2 separate regions of the Mus musculus genome follow, and region 1 is linked to region 2. A link is a contact called in public promoter capture Hi-C data. All regions are on one chromosome and are shown on one strand. The core of a region is the stretch at or near the end of the contact, and the rest is flanking DNA. Distances in the headings are between cores, read along the strand shown.

Evidence for each region. Capture Hi-C pulls out chosen DNA fragments and counts their contacts.
Region 1: a contact with region 2 is called in a promoter capture Hi-C map of adipose tissue. The contact joins two enhancer-like sites. A contact is called at or near these places in 2 of 15 datasets of contacts at CTCF or cohesin (the NIH/3T3 cell line and large pre-B cells), 3 of 484 Hi-C or Micro-C datasets (bone marrow-derived macrophages and liver), 29 of 115 datasets of contacts at active chromatin or transcription factors (the 230-238 cell line, the NIH/3T3 cell line, acute myeloid leukemia and 21 more) and 3 of 9 other capture datasets (adipose tissue, liver and pancreatic islet).

What each region holds. Positions count from the first base shown.
Region 1 is chr10:4,333,204-4,335,903 of GRCm38.p6, reverse strand. The region is part of intron 2 of Akap12 (A kinase (PRKA) anchor protein (gravin) 12); the gene reads right to left. Among named protein-coding and RNA genes, the nearest start is that of Gm40592, 24 kb to the right of the region's middle. Within about 2 kb of position 1,438, at least 264 of the 459 cell types and tissues checked have an H3K27ac peak or open chromatin away from gene starts, as enhancers often do. A contact at or near this core is called in adipose tissue, where this site is marked.
Region 2 is chr10:4,064,637-4,067,336 of GRCm38.p6, reverse strand. All of the region lies in intron 20 of Mthfd1l (methylenetetrahydrofolate dehydrogenase (NADP+ dependent) 1-like), which reads right to left. Among named protein-coding and RNA genes, the nearest start is that of Gm40591, 23 kb to the left of the region's middle. Within about 2 kb of position 1,381, at least 14 of the 459 cell types and tissues checked have an H3K27ac peak or open chromatin away from gene starts, as enhancers often do. A contact at or near this core is called in adipose tissue, where this site is marked.

The DNA.
Region 1 (2,700 bases), core at 189-2,688, 270 kb before region 2:
ACAAACAAATCTTAAAGAAAACACCTAATGAACTTGGAAGAAGAATGCTATTCATTTTTTTAAAACGTCTTTAATTTGTAGGTTTCATAAATGTCCACCCTGGCCAGCAGTAGAAAGACTAGAGACATGACAGATGGGACAGACTATGAAAGAGCCCTCGGCATAAACAAGCTAAACTATAGGAAGTGAGAGATATTTTTAGCTCTGCTAAACTTTTGAAGTCATTTAAAATTCCACAGGGAGACACGGCTTTGGGGGGAAGAGTCACACAGAGAAAAAATATGGAAGCCCTGGAAAGTCTACGCCCCACTTTGAGACAACAGATTTGGCAGCATTCATCTTAAATATTTAAATCGGAGCCACTTTTGTAAATGTAAGTTAGCAAGTGGAGTTTAATTTTCTAAGAGCGTAAACGGGAAAGTGAGCGTAAACACGCACTCTCCTATATAGCCAGTCTCAGACTATCTATCAAACGCCAAGTTAGTGGATTTGCAAATGCATTCTGAACGCCTGGCGTAGACTGCCCACTTCTAGAAGTTGGCATAACATTACAACTCACACAAGTAGAGTCCTAGAAAACAAGCATGGGAAAAATAATTATTTTCACTACCTTTTTTTTTTTTTTTTTTTTTTTTTTTACTAATACTTAAATGGCATTTCTTCCCTTAGGTTTAGTAACTATGTATTATGTATTAGTATTATGGCTAATACTAACCACGTATGACAGAACTAAACTAAAATATTAGCCTGATACACGACTTCACTCAACGTTCTTATTTAATGAGCTCTAGGAAGCACTGAACGCTTACAATTTCTCAGACATAGGAACTTTTAAAATTAGACTAGGGCAGGTTATCCACAGTGAATCTGATGCTGATTCAACTCGCTAGCTGCTGTGGCTTCTCTCAACAGCACAGCCCCCACTTCTCTAAGGGGACCGGATAAGGCTCCCAACCAGATGCATTGTCCCGTGAGCGCTTCCAGGAAGATTTTGGTTTAAATAAAAATAAAATGTGCGGTTCATTGGTTTCCGAGGGGCTATGGAATGCTCTCCATATTCAATTATCTCTCCCTACACCGGTGAAAGTGTAGGGAGAGATAATTGAAAGCTAATAAAATTCCAGCCACACGGCTCACCTCTTGAGACTCTTCTTCCAGAGTCACATCAGCAGGAAGAAGAGTCACCAGTCTTACCTGTGATGGTAATAGTCCCCAGCATATTTAGTTACAGTTTTCGGCCTCTTACGGCAGGAAGTCTCCTTCTCCTCTGTCTACTCCCGGCTAACCAGTGAGATGAAAAGGAATGCAGTCCTCAGAGCATCAAGGAAGCTCTCCAGCCCTGGAGGTGCAGCAATGCGCACTGGAGAAGCGCTTCTCTGGCTAATTATAGGACGGCCCCGCCCACGCCGTAGGCCCCGCCCACAGCCAGCCAGCCCACACCTCTGTCCGGACTTGGCTGCACCACCCGGGGAAGTCACGTGCCCCATTTTACAGGGCTGGTCTCTGTGCCTGGTCTGTCGCGACCCAGGAGAAAGTTTTAAGTCTCTGGGGTGAGCCAGACCCCGAGCATCAATATTTGATCCAAGCGGTGACTTCATCCCTGGCACCGACTCCTGCATCTCAAACTTTTAAAATTATGTAAAGGCAATAACTGCACAGATATTAAATTCTCCGATTTTTAACGCCATTTTTAAAGGTGGATGAGGTGCAAAGCGGCATTTCCTTTTTAAAGCCCATAGTATGTTGCCAACCGTTTCCTACACTCCGGTCAGCGTAAAGACCCACAACTCTCTGCGATCCCAGGCCTTTTGCAAAGGGTTGTCACAAAGCGAACTATCTTTAGCATTTAACCGAGACAACTTTCTAAAAAGCAGAAATATCTGACCTTTGGGTCTCTCTACTTTTCGTGGTAGAAATGAGCTAAACATTGGGTTGAAACTTCACCAACACTCTCCTCCTGTTACAAGCGTATAGCAAATAAAACAGCTGCATTAAAAATCCAGGCAGCCCAATATTTCTTTTCTGTTAATCTTGAGATTGTTTCTCTACAAAGACACAAGTAATAAATGAGCTGGATCTTCAGTTAGGATAGGTCCAACTGGCCTGTTGGAGCGAACCACCTCTCCCCACCCCAAAATAAAAGGTTATATTATTGCTCTTCTCGTCAGACTTGAAGGCCTTGTTCATGACTACTTAGGGAACTGGAGCGGGGAGATCGGTGCGGGAAAAAGAGTAGACAGAGACAAGCGACATAAAAAGGGGATTAAAAAAATTTTTTTTGAAAGAAAGATTTCAGACATCCACGATGGTTGCTGCTTCTTGCCACCAGGAGGCACAATGCACCACATTCCAGCCCAGAAAGAGCGAAAAAGGGACAACTCCTGGGCAATCAGACAATGGTTACACATATCAGCATTACAAAGATCCAGAAAGGCTTCCCAGCCAACGCCCAACCTGGCTTTGAGTCTCGGCAAGCCAGGCAATGGGTCTTATCCTGGTTGGTTAAGATCTGGGAGCAGACATTTGCCCTCTGCATTCCCAATAGGTGGGGTTTCAGACAACCCAGACATCTCTCTTCCCACCATCTATTCCCTGTGTGTAGATCATGGATAAGAAGCCCTATATGCAGGGTCAGTGGTCCACATTAAACTAGACACTTCCCCCACAGTGTCCCAGGATCCCTGAAGGCCCAGGGAACTA
Region 2 (2,700 bases), core at 132-2,631:
TGAACAGGTTCAGGAGCTTCTGACACCATTGATGAAAACATTAATAAAGTACCCCTTTAAAGATTAAAAGGAGTCCCTTTTCAATGGCTCATTGCCCTCATCAGTGTAAGACAGCACAGTCCTGGGGATTAGTCGTCGGAGAGAGTGAGGGGACTCCTGGTCTTCACTCCAGTCTCACTGGATCTGTAACCTTCAGCTTTACAAATGGCCGTATTCTTCTTTCTCTGTGTCCATGTCTTTCTAAATTTACTCCTGGGTACTTTATAGCACGGAGGGGATGAATAAACAGGATCACAGTCCACATTATAATATGTTTATTCTTCACATAAAGGAAGGCTATTGACTTTCACGTACTTATACTGTAGCCAACCGGGCAAACTAAAACTTTTATTACTTACGATAAATTTTTTAGTTGGCTTCTTGAATTTTACCTCTGTATGATCATACATAAATATTAAAACTACTATCTATGCATTTTATATTGCTCTTTTCTTTATCTCACTGGTGAAGTCTCCAGAGGCTGTGAACAGCCACAGTGTCTATGAACAGCCTGGTCAGGTTATAGACACATGACCAGGTGTGCCCAAGGCAGATGCTATCTATCTACTGTGATGCTCTTTTCTAGGTTTTGACTTGGTTTTCATTCTTCTATTGCTGAAGGTCTATCTTTATCATTTCACTCAGACACCTCTTTTGTCTCTAAGTTTTTTTTTTATAGATTTATTTATTTATTACATATAAATACACTGTAGATGTCTTCAGACACACCAGAAGGGGCATCAGATCTCATTACATATGGTTGTGAGCCACCATGTGGTTGCTGGGATTTGAACTCAGGACTTCTGGAAGAGCAGTCAGTGCTCTTAACCACTGAGCCATCTCTCCAGCCCGTCTCTAAGATTTTTAAACCCTGTTTTGCTGTGAGCTAGACAAGCAGCCCACAGGACCTCAAACCCTATGTGGATTTTGTCACAACAGCCTTTGTACTAAAACATTAGTAGGGAAATGATGAGAGCATTTATAGTTACAGGTGGCGAGAGGCCTGCGGGTTTGAGAACGCATTAGAGGTCTGCTTTCCCTCCAGAATGCCCTTCCCTAAAGATGCAAAGAAGCCTCTGACAAGATATAATACATTATATTTCTTCAGGAACTGCAAGTTCCCCAGCATTCCTTGTCTCAAATTCTATTATGTGACTTGTATAGGAACAGTACAATATTGTAATTATATCAAATACTGCTAAAAAAAATGTAGCAAACAACCTCACATAATTGCAATTTTTGCAACTATAAAAGGCAATTTGGCCCCTGTCCAGCATCCCGAGGCTAGATGTGCTTGGCCCAGATGGGCTAAGATAGCAGGCCTGTAACGTAATCTGAAAACCTATTGTGCAACGGACATTAAAGAAAATCCCTTAGAAGGCCCATGCAATCGCCGAGTTACAAAACCCCAGCTTAACCTCAGGACCACTTTTAAAAGTCATTTTATGTCAACTGCCACAACACTAATCTCTGCGCCCCGATGTTTTGACAAGGGCCGAATTTGAACTCCACATTTTATGGTGATAAGCAGGATGCTATGCCAAGCACGCTGTTTGGGGTATACATAAATCCAAACGGGAATGAGCCACAGAGCTTATGTTAAACACATTTGCATTACGTAGGGCATGAAGAAACTGGCCAAGGTCAGGCTGAACATTCCTACAGTTCAAAACGTCTTTTAAAACATCTTTCTTTCTAAAATTCCTTTTAAAAAAAGACTAATTTTTTATTTTATTTATGTGTTACATGTGTTTGTGAGTGTAGACCATGTGTGTACATATGCCTGCTGTAGAGGGTGTTGGATCCTATGGAGCTGGAGTTAGGTGTGAGTCACCAGACGCAGGGGATGGGAACCCAACTTGGTCCCCTGGAAGAGGGGCAAACACTCTTAATCCTGAGCTGTCTCTCTAGCTCCCAACTAAAAATTTGAGACAGGGGCTCAAGTAGATCAGGCTTTCCTCGGACCACATTATAGCTGAAGCGGATGCTGATCTTCTGATCTTCAGCATCCACCTCCTGAGGCCAGAGATCACAAGCAAGCACCACCACATCTAGTTTCTATGGGGTTCCTGGGCTTCTACCCATGGAGCTATGAATGTTAAGGAAACATTGTATCAGCTGCTTATCTCTCCAGTGCCTGCCTGCCTGCCTGCCTGCCTGCCTTCCTTCCTTCCTTCCTTCCTCCCTCCCTCCTTCCCTTTCTTTTTCTTTCTTTGTTTCCCTCCCTCCCTCCCTCCCTCCCTCCCTCCCTCCCTCCCTCCCTTTTTCTCTCTTTCTCCCTTTCTCCCTTTCTCCCTTTCTCCCTTTCTGACATGGGGTCTTTGGGAAGCTCACTCTATTTCTCAGGCTGGTCTTGAACTCCTGAATTTAAATCATCCTTCTGCCTCAGCCTCCTATGTAGCTAGACTTGCAGTCACATGCCTTTGTAGCATTCATTTACTTTTAATTTAATTATTTGCTACTTCAATAAACCATTCAGTAGATATGTTTATGTTCACTGTTAAAAAGCCTATTGGCATTGCAGACAACCCTGTCATTGGGGAAGTATTTCATATAACTGATGTGTACTATTAGGTTTTCATTCAACAAACATTAGTCCCATTGTGTGCAAACACAGGGCTGGACGATGGTGGTGTGGACCCCAAGTACACATTCACAGGT